Linked DNA regions of Mus musculus: all the other regions are linked to region 3. Evidence: chromatin contacts called from public Hi-C, HiChIP or PLAC-seq and promoter capture Hi-C data. All regions are on one chromosome and are shown on one strand. Each heading gives the region's core, a stretch centred on a gene start, on an enhancer-like site or on the middle of the called end of the contact. The rest is flanking DNA. Distances are from core to core; before and after follow the strand shown.

Region 1 (3,432 bases), core at 663-3,162, 130 kb after region 3:
TGAGTGTTTTGCATATATGTATGTATGTGCACCACGTATATGCCTGGTAATTATAGAAGAGAGTATTGGATACCCTAGAACTGGTTTCAGGCTGTTGTGAGCCTCTACATCAGTACTGAGAAGCAAACCTGGGTCCTCTGCAATAGCAACAAGTGCTCTTAACTGGTGAACCATCTTTCTTGCATCCGTTCCAAAAAAAATTTTTTGAGGGGTTCATACACTTGCACACTGTATTTTGATCTGACCCACCCACTGTACCCTCTATCCATCTCCTCAGAGATCCCTCCTTACTATGTCTCCCTCCAATGTCTTATATTTCCCCGCCCCCAGATTTGCTGGGAATATTCTCAGGCTTCAGAGGACAATAATTATCTACTCTCTAGTTGAAATTCTATGGGAGATGCCCAGGCGAAATGATTGCGCTCGAAACCACAATTTCTTAGGCTCTTCGGCAGAAAAGCAGTATTTGTGTTTCCCACAGCATGGCGGGGGTGGTTGACTAATAAACGCTTGCATGTTATTTCAAAGATGACAAGGGCCAGCTATTACAGTGTATTATTATCTCATTCTCTTTCCCGAGCTGGTGTGAGTGTTGGGTTACGGCTGGCTCGCCCATCTACTTACGCATGTTCTCTTCACTGGAGGAGTCAAATTTCAGCCTAGCACAATCGATGAATGTTTATGAGGCTCATTATGGGTCTAGACTCCCCTCATGCTCAGTGCCATTATGAGCAAACACTAAGGCTTGGCTTTGAACCTCGTGGTATCTTATGCTGACCGGCTTCACTTACATCCTGGTTTGTGTACTTGGGGTCCTGTTTCTGTATTCTGTAGAATGCTTGGCCACTTGCTGGCATCACATAACTGTCCAATAAAAGTAGTGATAAAGTTGTAAATTGTTCTCTTGATTTGCCTCCATATTAAAAAATAGACTACACAGGAAGAAATACGTTCTCATGGTTTTTGGCAAAAGACAATTCAAAGCCTTTGTTAATGGGAACACAGACTCTTCTCTCTCCTGCTTAGTAATCAGGAAGATGAAAACTATTTACGCAAAGAATCCTGGCTGGATCATCCTTAAATCATTTATAACTCACTGAGTGCTTTGAATAATGGAGAAGCTAGGGGGGCCTCTGATTCAATTTTATCTCCTTTGTTTCTTTACTATCTTTGTGCTTTCTTACATTTAGAAGAATGTTACAAAAAAGAGGGTTGGGATTTTTTTTTAAAGAAAAGCTATTAAAAGCTTTTAGGAGGACTTGAGCTTTAATCAAACCTTTCTGTATTCAGGGAGGCCAAATCTCCATGGACCTGGAGACAGCCTGAACGTTAAGCATTTGAAAAGCAAACTAAATTCATGAGCTAAGCCTTGCTTCCTTCCCCTGTCAGCCTTATCATTCTTATAATAGATGCGACATTAGCTCAGTACATTCTATGACACAAAGTCTCCATTAGATCACAGTATCAAATGATGGGAGCGCATATTTACCTGACATTTTTCATTTATAAGTGCTACATTGCATATGTATTCATCTTCCTAGGCTAATTACTAAAAATAAAAAAAAAAAACCCAAAACCTCGGTAGTTTAAAAACTGTAGCTATCTTCCATGTTACAGTTCTGGGCCCAGCTCAGCTCAGCAGGCTCTCAGATCTATCTCAGCTGCTGAAATCAAAGCTGTACATGGTGTAATTGCTTGCAGGAGGCTCTAGGGCTGGGTTCAACTCTGAGCCTTTTTACACGGTTCTCAGAGCCCCATTCCGTAGGACTGTGGTTTCTGCTTCCTTCCTGGGTATTACGTAGATGTTTTTCTCAATAAGTACAGGCTACCTGCCTCTGATGACTAACCAGCTCCTCTCTCTCTCTGTAAAGCTAGACATCAAAGATCAAGTCCTTTTACGTGTTGAACCTTTAGCTCTCCTCTCTTCTCAATGGCTCACTTGATTCGATTAGGCTCACCCCAATAACCTAGAGCAATCTTACCATATCCTTATCTGGAAACTCCATTCTGCCCTCTAGTTCTTTTGCCATGTCAGCTTTGTACGACTCTGTGGTCAGGAAAGTCCATATTTTCCTTAGCTTATGGTGTGCATTAGGCAAGGGTTGCAGCGTTAGTCTGAAAGGCTTGTTTTTATTTTATGTGTCCAGCACATGTCTGTGCACAGTGACCCTGCAGAGCCCATGAGGGATGGTTGTGAGCTACCTTGCAGTTGCTGGGAACTGAGTTCTGATCCTTTGAAAGGTGACAAGTCCTCTTAGCTACTGATCCATCTCTACAGCCTCAGCTATCCTCATTTATAGATGAAGGAAGGCAGTGTCTTTGTGGTGTAATTAGTAATGATAATGAGAAGGTCAGTGGCTGGAGATCTTAGTTTCTGCTATTGTTAGCTTTAATTAACATTCAAGAATGCACAGCAAAATATTTCATCTGGGGACGTGAAGATGAAAGATACAGCTTATAATAGTTAATCTTCGCTGTTAAAATACCTGGACTTAAAATCAACCAGAAGCCCTACCTCTGTATTATCCTGTGAGGGCATTTTTCAGAGAGGTAGGTCCCATCTAAATGTGTGTCACGCCATCTCATTATCCCTGGTCCTAGTCTGAATAAAGAGGGAACCATGAGCTGAACACCCACATTTATCTCTCTCTGTTTCCCTGGAGATGTAACGTGACTAGCTGCTTCATTCTCCTGTCAGCATGGCTTCCCATGGTGATGGTCTGTATCCCTTCAAACAGTGAGCCAAAAGAAGTCCTTCCCTGCTTAAGTTGCTTTAGACAGACGCTGTGTCACAGCCATAAAAATAAGTGGTTCAAAGCAACCACACTCCTGCACCAAAACCCACACAGATACATACACAGACATTTTAAAAAAAATTAATATTTATAGAATTTGTATTTTTTTTTCTGTGTGAGTGTATGCATGCAAACCTGGGCGTGAAGCAATGGAGGGCCATGAAATCATACGCTAGGGAAGGCATCCATGTATAATGTGCCCTCACACTTAGGGATGCAAAGACATGGGGTTGAATGGAATAGACTAGACTAGGCTAGACTAAACTAGAAGGCTATGAAAGGAAAAAAAAAGAAAAAGAAAAAAGAAAATGAGTTTAGAGCTCTGATCCCAGCACTCGGGAGTTTGCAGCAGGAGAGACGAGTTTACAGAAGTCGAATCACAAACGATTTTTTTTTTAACCTCAACAACCAACACCAAACAAAAAATATCCAAGTCAAAACTGTTGATTGCTCGGTAGCTTTCTTTTCCACAGAACAGTTTTCTTGCTTGAGGCAATAGGACACAGGCTGATTATCCTGACCTGGGTATTTAAATATGGTCTTCAAGGTGAGCAAATGCATCTCATTCAGAGGAGGCAAGTGATAGTTTTTGTTCTCCATGAGGACATTTGGGTTTTCAAGTTTAGCATCTGAATCC
Region 2 (3,419 bases), core at 546-3,045, 190 kb before region 3:
TGTTTTTGTTTCTGCGCATGCATACATTCCCAGTGCTGTCTCCGGTTCTCTTGAGCTACAAGCTCTCTGACTTATTTCATAACATTAGATTTTTTTTTTTTTAAGTGCCAATGTTTGTGGAGGGTGAAGAAGGAGAGAAATAAGGAGCTGGAGACGCCCCCCCCCCATCATTAAAGAAATAATTGCAGTACAGATTTTTTAACAATTGCTCTCCCTGCAGTGAATGTTGTTATGGACGGAGCTAATAAATGTCTTCAACCATTACTGCTGGGATACACTTTTGGCTTATTTTTCTGCCATTGGGAGGCATGGCTGGGTTGAGACATTCGGTTTTTTTTTTTTTAGCTCCCCCCCCCACCCCCCCCCCCCCCCCCGCCAACACCACCCCCCCTTAATCAAAGAAAGAGATCTTATCTCCCTAGCCAGCCTAGCTTACCCCCTCCCTCTGCCCTCCTCCCTGGATGCCTAGTTTACTGAAACCTGACTTGCAGGTCAGGGAACTGGTAACAGATTAATTTTACTCAAAGAGGAACACTAAGTATTTTGGCTGGGACACATGAGAATCCTGTTATAATATTACCATTTTCCCCTTTCTAAATTAAATATTAGGAAAAATTAAGCCAAGTAGTGGCCCACGCTACAGTGGAAAGTATTTCTCTCACAAACACGGGGAGATAAATGCTTGTGTGAGTGAAGGCACAATAAATACACATTATGTTAAAAAACCTAAGATTATGCAGGTTTTAGAGTTATAGCTAAAAGTGGTTTAGTGTTTCATGCCTAATAATAGATTACGCCTATCATATTTCCAACCTTCATTTCTCCTCCCTTTGAAGTCCAGCCATATAAAGGTTGTTTGTTGAACCACACTAAAGTTAAAGCAAACATTACTTAGGGTGATTCATACTGGCAAGAATTTGCAATGAAGGCAGTGGTGTGTGTGTGTGTGTGTGTGTGTGTGTGTGTGTGTGTGTGTGGTGTGCCTGAGTCAAAGGAAATGAAATGTTTGTAATATTTTTTTTCGGTTGATAAATTTATTAAAACATTCTAGAAGCTTCTAAGGGAAGCAGGGCTGACATACATAGACTCTCTGCAAACAGATTACACCCGGGGCCCCGTGGGGGAGGCAGACCTTAAAAGAGGGAAAAATTCTCTGGATTTCAGAAATTGCCACCAGGTCACAGCAATACTTAATTAACTGAATCCATTAACAGAAGGCTGTAACCTAGTTGTTAAGAAGAAGGAAAAAACAAAAGACAAAAAAAACCACACACACACACACACAAAAACAAAACAAAACAAAACAAAACAAAACAAAAAACCAAGAAAACAAAAAACAAAAAGAAAGAAAGAAAAGGAAGAGCAAAGTTAGGGAGTAGCTAGATTCATTTACTCCTCTGTTCTGTGCTTAGGATTAGCCTTTCAGAATGAGCAACCTGATTTTTTTTTTTTTAAAGGATCCATTTACCTTCCAGGCCTTTTCATAGCAAAACATTTTGTAGGGTTGCAAAAGAGATTAATTTGTTGCCAGTTGCTCCATACTGGCAGGGTTTCTGAATAAAGAATGTAAGCAATCTATCTTTGTTTGTAAGATATAATTAATCTGGCAGTTAAAATTCTTTGGAAACATTCTGATGACTTATGTGGAAAAGTGGAGCAAAGATTTCAAAGAAAAACTCAGAACTGTGTGCAGGGGAAGATAAAAGATATATGAAGTGTTTGTTCTAAGCGATACTATTCATTTACAGATCATAACGTAGCCCCACCCTGGCAATTATTCTGGAAAACAAGACAAATCTTTGTCTAGAGCCTTCTGACGGCGGTCTTGATTTGACAAACAAAATAAGCACATTACTGTTGTACTCTAATAGACTGCAAGCTGTTTTATTAGAGTCAGCTGAATCCTGTTTTGCATAAAAAAGAACACTGTTTGCTATGGAGAACACATTTATGTTAATAGGACTTTGACAAAGTAAAATAAAATCGCATTAAGATGCTGCAAAGAGATAAGACAATGAAATCTCCGGGAGAGAGAGAGAGTTTTGGCACACACTAATTACAGTCACGTCCCTGCAGGAAAAGAATATATTTTTACACCAACTATCCATGTGTTTGAAAATGCAGAGAGCTTAAAGCATAATTCCTGGTCTCGGCATTTCCTGGATGCGTCAGGCCCCGTGTGTCACTAAGGTGGTGACTGTTTTAAAGGAGTCTATCTGATAAATCCCACTTTCATTTTCAGCAGCAAAGGCAGGTTTCTTTCTGAATGTGAGCGAGCCTGCCATCATCCTGCTTAGTTTGAAGGGACTTTCCAATATAGGGCCGCTGAAAACAAGGTTTTAGATTACATGGTAATTTAGGAATGCATGAAAAGTGAAGCAGTTACCATAATAGGGTTCTGGGTAAACTTCATGGTTTTTAGAGCAAAACATAACAACATATGTTTTGTGATTTGTCTCAATGATTATATACATATATATATATATGTATATATATATATATATGTATATATATGCAATTTTGTTCGGGTACTATCAAAATATTTGGAGGCCTCATCTGTGCACAGCATTTTTATAACCTTATTTTGAAAACTGATGTCTCTTCTTTTAGTTCAGTCATTAAAAGGCAGGCGATGATGGACGCCTGAATGCCTTGGGTTTTATGACTAGTCAGTTCCTGGCAGCGGCCATATTTCTTCCCTAGTGAAACTTTAATATTCCTTTGGCCTTGTTTAGGCTAAAAAAAAATTTTTTTTTTTTTTTTCAGGATGTGTGTGTGGGGCAACTTTGCTACTCTGGCTGGCTACTTATAAATATCACCAACCAGATATCATACCAAGCAGATATCTGCCTCTCCCCCGCCCCCTGCTCCCCACCCCCCATGACTTAACACCCCACAAAATGAAGAGGCCAGAAAGGGAGACCTATTCTCCCTGGCTTCTAATAAATACTTCCTGCCCTGTGATTATGCTAGATTCTTTCCTGTTAAAAGAGGCAGGGTTATGGAGAAAACCTTGTCGGTGGACGGCGGCGCTATTGAAGGGAAGTGAGCCTCCTTGGAGTAGAACGGGACTGCTATTTGAATTGCTGCTTTGGAACTTGTCCTGAATGAGGCAGCTTTTATGAGAGGCCCGATTTTCAGCCCAGACTCTTTGATCTTCTTGAAGTTGCAACACCAGACACCAGGTGTCTCCACTTAGCTGAGCTGAAGGTCCTGGGAAAGAAGGTTGTGTCTCCAGAAAGGTTGACTGAAGCCTTGCCTTCCTTAGGGCTCCTTGCCTGGGGAAGTGTATAGGGGCTTGCTGGGACCAAAGAATACAGTCTTGGTGTTCTCACTGTTTTGGTAAGAGCTTGTGCCTCAACAGGGAAGGAACCTCAGTTCTGTATGGAATCCATGAATACTGGAGCCTCAGCAAACAC
Region 3 (3,280 bases), core at 447-2,946:
TACTGCTAAGTAAGCCCATGGAACAACTGGATTTCTTCAGTTTCTTACCCATAAAAAGATTGAGCTAATAAAAATTGAAATATATATTTATGTATGTGTACATGTTATGGATTTTAGCTCAGTCTTTTTATTAAACTATCTTCCTCCCTCCCTCCCTCCCTCCTTTCCTCCCCCCGCCTCTCTCTCTCTCTCACTGATTCATTAAGCCTCAAATCACTAAATGTTCTTAGAAAGGGCATAACATTCACTGGTGAGTTAGTGTACAAGCACACGGAAACATACAGTCATAGAAGATTTTGTATATGTTTAAACGACACAGAATTTAATTGGAAAGTTTTCTATGCTGGTTTAAAAATTATGTTAACTTACATTAGCGATCACAAGGGAGGAATGAGCTTAGGATCCAGTTTATCATGTTAAAATGTGCATTTAATGTATGCTAATTTTATTTAGAAAGGCTCATGGGAGACCCTGCAGGCTTAGCGGTCTGCCTGCAGTACTGGGGGACTTGGAGGGGGTGGAGTGGGACTGGCTTGCTTGCTCCCTTGTTGAAGAGGAAGGCATGAAATTACTGGCTTTGTGCTTCCTGACTGCTGAGTCTGCAGCGAAATACTTATCTTCTTCACAAAGACTGTTGTTGTTTGGACTAATATGGAAGCTGAACAAAGCTGTGTTAATTAACACTTCATTATTCACTCCTCAGAGTCTTTAAAAAAAAAAAGGAAGGGAAAAAATAACCTCATGGAAACTGTACTTGATAGACTCAGTGAGGAGATTTAAACAGTAAAAAAAAAAAAAAGATGGCTTAGCTGATGCACTTGCGGTTAAATTCTTAGCAAGGAGTGCAGCACCTTCTGCCAAAACTGAACACCTGACCTTCATCACTAGGACGCATATGGACAACCATCAAGTGGTCCTCTGACTTCCACACTGAGCACTGGGACTGGGACTTTCATCCACCCACCCACAAATAAGTGAAAATGCAATAGTAATAACCCTTTAAGCATTAAGTCTAGGGTCACGATGAGTTAATGCTCCACACACATTGATAGCTGGTGCTAGGAGGGGGTGGTAGATGACCTTGTGTTACCCAAGAGGTCCCTGGAGTACCAGGGACAAATTCACTATGAGCCATGAGGCCAGGGGCAGAGAACAGACTCTCAGCTCAGGGTGTTTGGTCTTGTCTCCTGGGACAGGGACAGGTGACAACAGAAACTAACCATGACTCACTCAGAAAGCAGCAATCTTTAACACCCTTTGAACAGTTGTTGATCTTCCCAGTCAATCAATGGCACTTGCAAAAAGGGACGGGTCCCCTTTAAGATCAGAGATTACTTTTTGTTTTTCCAGTTAAAGATTTGCATATCTGTGAGGCTGCGTGAGCCTGGAACTTTCCAGAGTAAGCTCACAGGGTCTGTGTGAGCTTCAGGGGTCCTGGAGACCTCTGCCCCAAGGATCAGCTTGCAAGCCTTTACCGCTTGAGTCCCAGGCAGCTCTGACCTTGACCTTGAGTGACCTTGGTGTTAGCCAAGGACCCGGTACTGGACTTCCCGGAAAGGGACACATACCTCAGAGTCAGAAGTGCTGCCTACTGGCGACACCCCAGGGGTGGTCAACGCCCAGGAGGTCAATCCTGTGGACGACCCTGACACGTTTTCTTTAGAGGAAGCAGCCTTCATCGCCAAGGCAACCGTGGTGGGAGGCAGTGACGCCTAACCGAAGCTCAGGCCCCGCCCACTCACGGGAGCCCGTGAGGCCACCTGCTGCTCGAATTACAGTGGAAACTGAGAAATTTACTTCAGAAGCAATTCTGGAGTTGACACAGAAAGCTAACTCTAAAAGGGAGACGATAAGCGATTTGGGGGCTCTGGCTCTTAATGGTTGATCTTAAGCAATTTTTATAACGTTTAAAAGTCTGATCCGTGGCATTGTGGTCTTCAGTAGGAAAAACTGACTCTAATTTTAGAGGTGTATATTTAGCTAGTGATGGAAGGGGCAATCTGCAACTTACTTCAAAATACCGAGAGAGGCAAATGGACTTGTGAATTAAAATTGCGGAAGAGGTGGGGTTAGAACACTGTCTCCTCTAGCAACTGTTTGAAATTTCCATAATACAAAGACTCTAAACAAGGAGGTATTAGATTGGGAGTATGAAGAGCCTCCCTCCACCCACTCCACCTTGGTAGCCCAGGCTGAAGAGGATCTTGAATTGCTGACCTCCTACCTCCAGCTCCCAAGAGCTTACAATCAAGGGCACCATACCCAATTTATGCAAGCACACACTGAACCCAGTGTCACCCGAGTCCTGGGTAAACACCTTAACCACTGAGCTACAAGCCCGATCCTACATATTTGGATATTTTTTGGTTATTCAATGCTTCCTTTGGCTGCGGGATGCACCATACATTTACCTGCTTGGAGGCTGCTACCCACGCAAGACGCTTACTGTCAAATCCATACACTACGGGGTCGGTTCCTCCACGCATACAACAAAATCCCAACCCCTAACGGCTTCAAAGCTTTCCAAAGAGATCAAACCGATTATTGTATTAGAAATGTTCAGGGGATCTTGTCACCTCCTAGTGTTCACAGTGCTGGTGTCTGTGTTAAACTTTCCTGGCTGGATACATGCTGTGCAAAGCCACCAGCTTACCAAATCAGAATGCTTCTCTCCAGTTGCCTTTCAGAGAAAATTTAACATGTTCTTGTACGTAGCTTTATAACCATGTCTGTCCCTCAAGTGTTTTCGTAGTTTAAACAACCCAAATCCTGGTATAGCCCACCTCTATTCAAGAGTCATCTGTAGCTTAATTCACAGACATTCCATCTCTTCAAGCAGGTTGTAATGTCGCTTTTCCTTGGAATTTTTACTCTTCGAGGGACTGACTGAGTTCTCAGTACAAAGTATTAACTCAACAACATGGCTATGACTTTTAACCCCACTTTAAAAGGATTTTAGAATGTGTTCAATTAGTGAAAATACAGTCAATTCATAGTTATTGCCAGACTTACTATGAGCCACCAACTTCCAAACTCATTAAAGTGTTTAATATTTTTCTCTCTCTTTTTTTTTTCCTTTTGATCTTTACTCCAAAGAAATGGAATGCAGCTAGCCACCTTCTGTGAAGTTGAATGGCTCACATTCCTGCAATTTAGTGCTTGCTAAACTGCAAACACATTTATTTCTCCTAAGAGTAGTTTGTGGTTTCCTCCGACCGTGGGACGGATTTAGCTGGCCTTTAGTTCTTTTGCCCTCTCTTTGGCAATTTTACAGCTTTAT
Region 4 (3,153 bases), core at 624-3,123, 220 kb after region 3:
CTGTCCTGTTGACTCTGAGGGTCTCTGTACTCATACCACGTGGTTGCTATATCTTCACTAAATCTGTGGATTCCTTGAGTCTTTTACATTCCATGTTTCTTTAGCTTGAGCACAGAACCGTTTTCCAGTTTTGAAAAGATTAGTTGCTTTGATGTCCTTGCTTTGTGCTAAATCATGTAACCCTTAGTTACCGGCTCCTTGTTTCTCTTTTTGACGTATCACATACTTTGTTGATAATTGGCCACTCTCCATACATCTCTGCCACCATCACAAGCTTCTTCATCTGTTACCTTAAAAAAATGCTTTTATCTTATGTGTATGAGTTTGCCTGTACACATGTATGTGCTCCACATGTGTTCAGTGCCTGCAGAGACCAGAAGGTGGTTTATGGAGCTGGAGTTACTGGTAGGCACTGAGAACTGAACCTGGGTCCTCTAAAAGACTAGCTAGCACTCTTGACCACTGAAACGGTTCTCCAGGCAGACCTCTCCCTTTGTTTCTTAATCGGAGCAATCTATCAATTTCAGGATGGCACTGGCTGATGCTTGGCCTATTTATTTATTTGTTTGAATTTATTTATTCATTTATCTTATTACTCAATTATCTTGTACTAATGCTTTGTAAATAATATTATTGTTGTTCATTTTTATATTATTTGTCTTATTTATTTTATTAATGTATCTATTTGATTTTCAGTGTCACTTTTACCTTGAATCTTGCACAATTCCAATACAATGAAGTAGTTTGCAATTTGTAACTAGAGCAGAAATGGATATGGAACTTTAAACACTTACAGCCACACCTACTGAAGATGTGGGATGTATTCAGATGCACACCTGTGCTCAGAGAACCTTCATTTAAACAAGACCCAGTTGGGCCCTCTCTGCACATGCCTCTACTTTCTTAGTCAGCTGAGTGCACAGGAGAATTTACCATGTCTTTTTAGAAGGTCTGTAATAGATTTGAAGTCTATTCATCACTTACATGAATTGGTTTAAAAGTTTTAAAGTTGGTTTTAAAGTTTCACTTTCATTTCTAAACAAACCCATCATGTCTCTGGACCACTACATTCTTTTTTTTTTTAATTTATTTTTTATTAGATATTTTCTTTATATACATTTCAAATGCTATCCGGAATGTTCCCTATACCCTCCCTCCACCCTGCTCCCCTACCCACCCACTCCCGCTTCTTGGCCCTGGCATTCCCCTGTATTGGGGCATATAAGGTTTGCAATACCGAAGAGAGGCCCCTTGGACCACTACATTCTAAATGTGAGCTTGCTCGCTCTCTCTCTCTCTCTCTCTCTCTCTCTCTCTCTCTCTCTCTCTCTCTCTCTCCCTCCCTCCCTCCCTCCCTCCCTTCCTCCCTTCCTCCCTTCCTTTCTTATTTCTTGGAGACAGGGTCTCTGTGCAGCTTTGGAGATTCTGTAACTCACTATATAGATTAGGCTGGTGTTGAACTCATGGAGACCCACCTGCCTCTGCATCTTTAACGTTGAGGTTAAAGGTATGTACCAACATGCCTAGCCTTTTCAAATTGCATTCTAAACTCATTCAGCTCCTTCCAGTCTCAAGGAACCTCTCACTTTGAAAACCCAATCTCCGATTGATCAAGATGGCCTTAACATGTTTTATTGGGGTACAGAAAACGACTGGGGAAGGAATGGCTGCAGGGACAGGAAGCTGGCCTGGCAGACAGGAAATGAGATAGAAGAGAAGTCGGGCTATAAAAAACCCCAAACCCCATTCCCAGCGATATACTTCCTCTAGCTAGATTCCACCTCCTAAATTTTCCATAAGCTCTCCAACAGCGCCACCAGCTGGGCCCCAAACTAGAGACCAAGTGTTCAAACACAGGGTCCTACAGCAGGAATCAGTGGTGGGAGGTGGGGGAAGGCTGACAGTTTATATTCAAATTACAGTCAGCCTTGGCTTTCTCTCTCAGAGCATTTCTTACAGGAAATCTGAAATGGTTCTTCACTTCCCGCTCCTGTTGAGTTGTAATCTCCTCTCAGCTCTTACAGACATAAGATCCCTGTCTTCCAGATGTATTAAAGAACCTAATGAGCGGACAACATCATAGAGGATGAAGGGGCTCCAATCTTGCAGTGTTTGTGGGAACACCCGGGCCTCACTTTAAAACTCAATTAATAAACAGAAATCCCCATCCATTTTAATCAGCTGCCCCGCCCCTAGCCCCACCTCCTCATCAATCAGCTGCGCCCCCCCCCCCTCCCTGGGGGTCCTCCAGTGCTTTCTTTCCTAGGGTTTAAAACCTCTCCCACCTTTTGTTGCAGCATATTGCATTGATTCTTCCCACCAGCTGCAATCATCTGGAAGAAATTTTTCTTGCCCCTTTAACTTTATCCTACACAATGTCTCTCTCCCTCTCCCGACGGCAGCTGAGCCGGGAGCATGCACGCCCTAGACATTGCTCTTACCTGCAACTGTGCTACATTAAGGAGAGTCAATGATGCTGGATTTGTTGCTTGTCGCTGGTTAATTTGCACAGCATGGATGGTGATCTTTGACAGCGTGTCTAATATAACCCATATTTGTGAAGGGGGGGAGGTATCTGTTGACCTTTCTATTGGCCGTGGCTTCTCTGTCAAAATGTTCATGAGTCTAAATTGAGCATATTCGGGAGAAATAGTTCATCACCTCTGGGAACACCCTCTATAGGATTTCTGAACACAGATTGTTTATTAAAAAGAAAAAGTCTGTTTCAGCACCATTACTATATTTCAGAATATTTGACAATGCAGAAAAGGCCTTTCGTATGTTTTTCCTGGGCTCAATCTCGTGAACTCTTTTTTTCCCCTTGAAACCTTTGTGCTTTCTCTTCTCTTTCTCTTCTTTATTGTCTCAATGTGTTTGTTACACTTTTAAAAGTGCATGAATCCTATTTGTGCACTGTCTCTTTTATACTAAAAAAAAACTCTCCATTTTAAAAAAATAGTTAAGATAATCAAAGAGTGACTTATTTTATATTTTTTTAATTTATTTTTATGTGCATGGATGTTTTGCTTCCATGCATATTTGTTTTTTTGTTGTTGTTGTTCTTTTTGTTTTGTTTTGTTTTTGACAAAAGTGGTTCTTTTTTTTCCATTTTTTAATTGGGTATTTATTTCAATTACATTTTCAATGCTATCC
Region 5 (3,060 bases), core at 152-2,651, 250 kb after region 3:
ATTTCCTTAGCTTTCGGGAAAATCGAGAAAAGGGTAGCAGAAAGACAGCCACCCCAGTCACAACCCAGTGAAGAGCAAATTCAAGATCAAAATGCCCTCTCTACAAAGGCAATTTAGAAGAATAGAACAAAATTAAGCACCTTTAGTTTTTACTGTCACATCCTGTGTCCTTGAAATAGTCTTACCTACTGCAATGTGAGATTTAGACAATAATTTCGTATTTTTAACTTTCTTTCTACAACCTCTTTGGAAGCAAGTTCTATCTATCTATCTATCTATCTATCTATCTATCTATCTATCTATCTATCTATAGATGTATGTTTGTATTGAACATTGGACAATAGTTTTATATGAGATGGAGCCTTCTGACTGAGTCTGAATCTTCAGCTTTGTGAAGCAGCTATGTTCCATCAGTAAGCAGGAGTGAGCAGAAGTCAACTTTAAATGTTTTCTTCTCTATGATTTGAGGTTTTCTAGGCTTTAGTCTCACCAGCAAAGATCATCTGCTGTTTTCATAACTGCATCCAAGTGTACCCCATAAAAGAGACAACCGCTGGAGCAAGGTAACTGCTCAGTCAGTGAAGTGTACCCTGAAAGCACAGACCTGAGTCTGTATACCAGCCTCACAGAAAAGCAGGAAACAAACCTACACACCTGAAACCCCAAGGCTTGGACCAGGGGTGGAGACAGGTGGATCCTGGGAGCTCATTGGTTAGTTAGTTAGCCTAGCTGGGTAGGGTAACTCTAAGTTCTGTGAAAAACCCTATCTCAAAATATAAGGTAGAGAACAAACAAGAAAGGCACCTGATTTTGACCTCCAGCAACCACATGCATGTGCGTGTGTGTGTGTGTGCGCGCGCGCACACACACACACACACACACACACACACAGACACACTGCTCCATACACCCATACACATATGCACAAATGCACACTAATGTACATTATGAGCGCTCACGCGTGCGCATACACAGACACACACACACGCACACAGGCACACAGATGACAACTATTCCCATAGGTAGGATCAAAGTGGACTCACTCTATGTTCTTAACTGTTAACTACTTTGCTATCAACAGCTTCCACCTTCCAGAATGTTCCCATGCTCCTTAAAAATGGAGAAGCAAGGCTCGACTGGCTCTTTCCAGTGAAATGTTTGAATCGTGCACATTTGTTCAGAGAAAACGCTTTCCATTGTTTCTGCGGCACTGGGACTAATTAGGTCAGAACGTTTTCTTTTGATTGTCTCCCTTTTCTGAATTTAATGAAGGTGGAAAAAGAAATAAAGCTAATTTTCCCTCCACATGCTAGAACCCTTTACCACACTTGTAGGACAGTTAAGAGCATCCAGAGCACAGAAGACAAACACGGAGGTGGCAGGAAGTGGGTGGGGCTCTGGAACAGATCTTGGGACTTTCCATGACACAGAAGCCCGCTTCCCTCCCAGCCTGGTCCCTGGGGGCATAAGCCCTTGAAGTTACCCTCCTGGTGAGTCTGCGCATCAGTACACTCAAAGGGAAACAGAGGCTTCCTTTCTCAACCCTCATTTGCATAAGTTGAAACTTAATCCAACTCTGCTGAGATGTTCCTCAGTTCTGGCATCTGCCCCACTCTTGCCTTCTCCTTCCCCCTCAACTTCCCCAGGCTTTCTCAAATCAAACCGGCATAATTTCTCTCTGTGAAAGCTCAATTGGTGACCTTGGGAAGTCAGAGCGGCTTCCAAAAGGAATTCATTACTGTGTTGAGGTGACATTGGCTTTCATGAAAACGAATGTTCTGAAACAAACTATCAGCTTTGGAAAAATAATTCATCACATTTTTTTTTGGTGGGGAGGAGGATAAAATGTCTCGCGTTAAAAAGGACCTCTCGTGGGTGACCTATCTGTCATGAAAAGCGTTGTTAGGACAGTCTGTGCTGTTTGGAAGCCTGGAACATGGACGCTTTCATGCCGACTTTCAGGAGAACAAGGTGAATCATGAAACACTCAAAATTATTCTCCCGTGGTTCTGTTGAAATGATTCTAATTGTTTCTGAAGGTGCACCTGGGAGACAGAGATGGGAAGTGGGGTTCCTGGGTTCTGCCCAGTTCAGTGAGTGATGGGGATGGGCGGCACTTCTGCAGCTTCTCTGTCAGCCAGCGGACTCCTCTCACTGTCTGGGCAGGCTCTGCCAGTTTGCTTCTTCTCAAGGAGACAGAATACTTACTGCTTGCTCCAGAATTTAAAGGTTAACAACACACCTTCCATGATTTTTTTCCTTAATTTTGAAAGATTATAGTAAAATTATGTTTATTTAAATCTAAGATTAATGTCTACCCTTCAAGGAAGCTTATTGGGTAGCGACGCATGCTACCAGGTCTGACTAGCTGAGTCCAATCCCCAGAATCCACGTGGTAGAAGGGAAGAAAGAACGTCCTGCAACTTGTTCTCTGGCCTCCATATGCTTACCAGAGTACCATATGTGTGCATGCATACACACATGTGCATATACACTAAATAACTGTGAAACTTAAAACAACATTCACGTGTCTTATAGCTTAAGCCCTAATATTATGTCATATTTACTTTAGACGTTTACTTATTTGAAAGAAGGTGAGGGTTTCATTTCAGCATTTTTTAAAAATTACGTCTATGTATGTGTGTATGTGTGTCTGTGTCGGCACAGGCATTTGAATATAGGAGCCAGCAGTGACCAGAAGATGTCATTGAATGTCTTGGGAGATGGATTTACAAGATGTTGTGAACTGCCCAATACAGATGCTGGGAAATGAACTCTTCTGCAAGAGTAGTCAGTGTTCTTAACCACTGAGCCATCTCTCCAGCTCCACTTTTCCTCTCTCTCTCTCTCTCTCTCTCTCTCTCTCTCTCTCTCTCATTCTTTCCTTCCTTCCATCCTTCCTTTCATTCATTCACTCTTTCTTTCTGTCTTCTCTTATTGCTGTATGTAAGCATGAGTGATGTGCATGTGAGCACAATTATCAAGGTGGACCCATGGAGGTCAGAGGACATCTCTGCAGAGTCATTTGTCTTCTTCTACATTCATTTGGTCCCAGAAATC

The links. Promoter capture Hi-C pulls out the DNA fragments that hold promoters and counts their contacts. HiChIP or PLAC-seq counts read pairs in DNA pulled down with a chosen protein or histone mark. A called contact is a pair of places that touch in the nucleus more often than the background predicts.
Region 1: a CTCF HiChIP or PLAC-seq map of CD8 T cells shows a contact between it and region 3, with 5 read pairs. The contact joins the enhancer-like site here to the promoter of Cabcoco1 in region 3. A contact is called at or near these places in 1 of 15 datasets of contacts at CTCF or cohesin (CD8 T cells), 9 of 484 Hi-C or Micro-C datasets (B cells, CD4 T cells, CD8 T cells and 2 more), 4 of 115 datasets of contacts at active chromatin or transcription factors (CD8 T cells, memory CD8 T cells, pancreatic cancer cells and 1 more) and 2 of 9 other capture datasets (adipose tissue and liver).
Region 2: a contact with region 3 is called in a Hi-C map of cortical neurons, with 3 times the contacts expected there. The contact joins the enhancer-like site here to the promoter of Cabcoco1 in region 3. A contact is called at or near these places in 3 of 39 promoter capture datasets (frontonasal cranial neural crest and liver), 17 of 484 Hi-C or Micro-C datasets (B cells, Sertoli cells, cerebral cortex and 9 more), 3 of 115 datasets of contacts at active chromatin or transcription factors (neural progenitor cells, pancreatic cancer cells and regulatory T cells) and 1 of 9 other capture datasets (adipose tissue).
Region 4: a contact with region 3 is called in a promoter capture Hi-C map of pre-B cells, with 2.0 times the contacts expected there. The contact joins the enhancer-like site here to the promoter of Cabcoco1 in region 3. A contact is called at or near these places in 13 of 39 promoter capture datasets (the 3T3-L1 cell line, 3T3-L1-derived adipocytes, the HPC-7 cell line and 9 more), 3 of 484 Hi-C or Micro-C datasets (liver and nephron progenitors), 1 of 115 datasets of contacts at active chromatin or transcription factors (embryonic stem cells) and 1 of 9 other capture datasets (liver).
Region 5: a contact with region 3 is called in a promoter capture Hi-C map of pre-B cells, with 2.0 times the contacts expected there. The contact joins the enhancer-like site here to the promoter of Cabcoco1 in region 3. A contact is called at or near these places in 7 of 39 promoter capture datasets (the 3T3-L1 cell line, the C10 cell line, frontonasal cranial neural crest and 2 more), 1 of 15 datasets of contacts at CTCF or cohesin (the NIH/3T3 cell line), 1 of 115 datasets of contacts at active chromatin or transcription factors (regulatory T cells) and 2 of 9 other capture datasets (adipose tissue and embryonic stem cells).

What each region holds. Positions count from the first base shown.
Region 1 is chr10:68,671,924-68,675,355 of GRCm38.p6, forward strand. No RefSeq gene overlaps it. Among named protein-coding and RNA genes, the nearest start is that of Tmem26, 50 kb to the right of the region's middle. Within about 2 kb of position 1,913, at least 60 of the 459 cell types and tissues checked have an H3K27ac peak or open chromatin away from gene starts, as enhancers often do. A contact at or near this core is called in B cells, CD8 T cells, memory CD8 T cells and 1 more, where this site is marked.
Region 2 is chr10:68,354,051-68,357,469 of GRCm38.p6, forward strand. No RefSeq gene overlaps it. Among named protein-coding and RNA genes, the nearest start is that of Gm32748, 16 kb to the left of the region's middle. Within about 2 kb of position 1,796, at least 135 of the 459 cell types and tissues checked have an H3K27ac peak or open chromatin away from gene starts, as enhancers often do. A contact at or near this core is called in Sertoli cells, cerebral cortex, cortical neurons and 7 more, where this site is marked.
Region 3 is chr10:68,540,179-68,543,458 of GRCm38.p6, forward strand. It overlaps Cabcoco1 (ciliary associated calcium binding coiled-coil 1), which reads right to left and starts at 1,697. Exons shown (of 8, transcript NM_028491.1): 1 at 1,569-1,697. The coding sequence starts at 1,679.
Region 4 is chr10:68,757,663-68,760,815 of GRCm38.p6, forward strand. All of the region lies in intron 4 of Tmem26 (transmembrane protein 26), which reads left to right. Among named protein-coding and RNA genes, the nearest start is that of Tmem26, 35 kb to the left of the region's middle. Within about 2 kb of position 1,874, at least 12 of the 459 cell types and tissues checked have an H3K27ac peak or open chromatin away from gene starts, as enhancers often do. A contact at or near this core is called in pre-B cells and second pharyngeal arch cranial neural crest, where this site is marked.
Region 5 is chr10:68,794,205-68,797,264 of GRCm38.p6, forward strand. No RefSeq gene overlaps it. Among named protein-coding and RNA genes, the nearest start is that of Gm32931, 27 kb to the right of the region's middle. Within about 2 kb of position 1,402, at least 71 of the 459 cell types and tissues checked have an H3K27ac peak or open chromatin away from gene starts, as enhancers often do. A contact at or near this core is called in adipose tissue, pre-B cells and regulatory T cells, where this site is marked.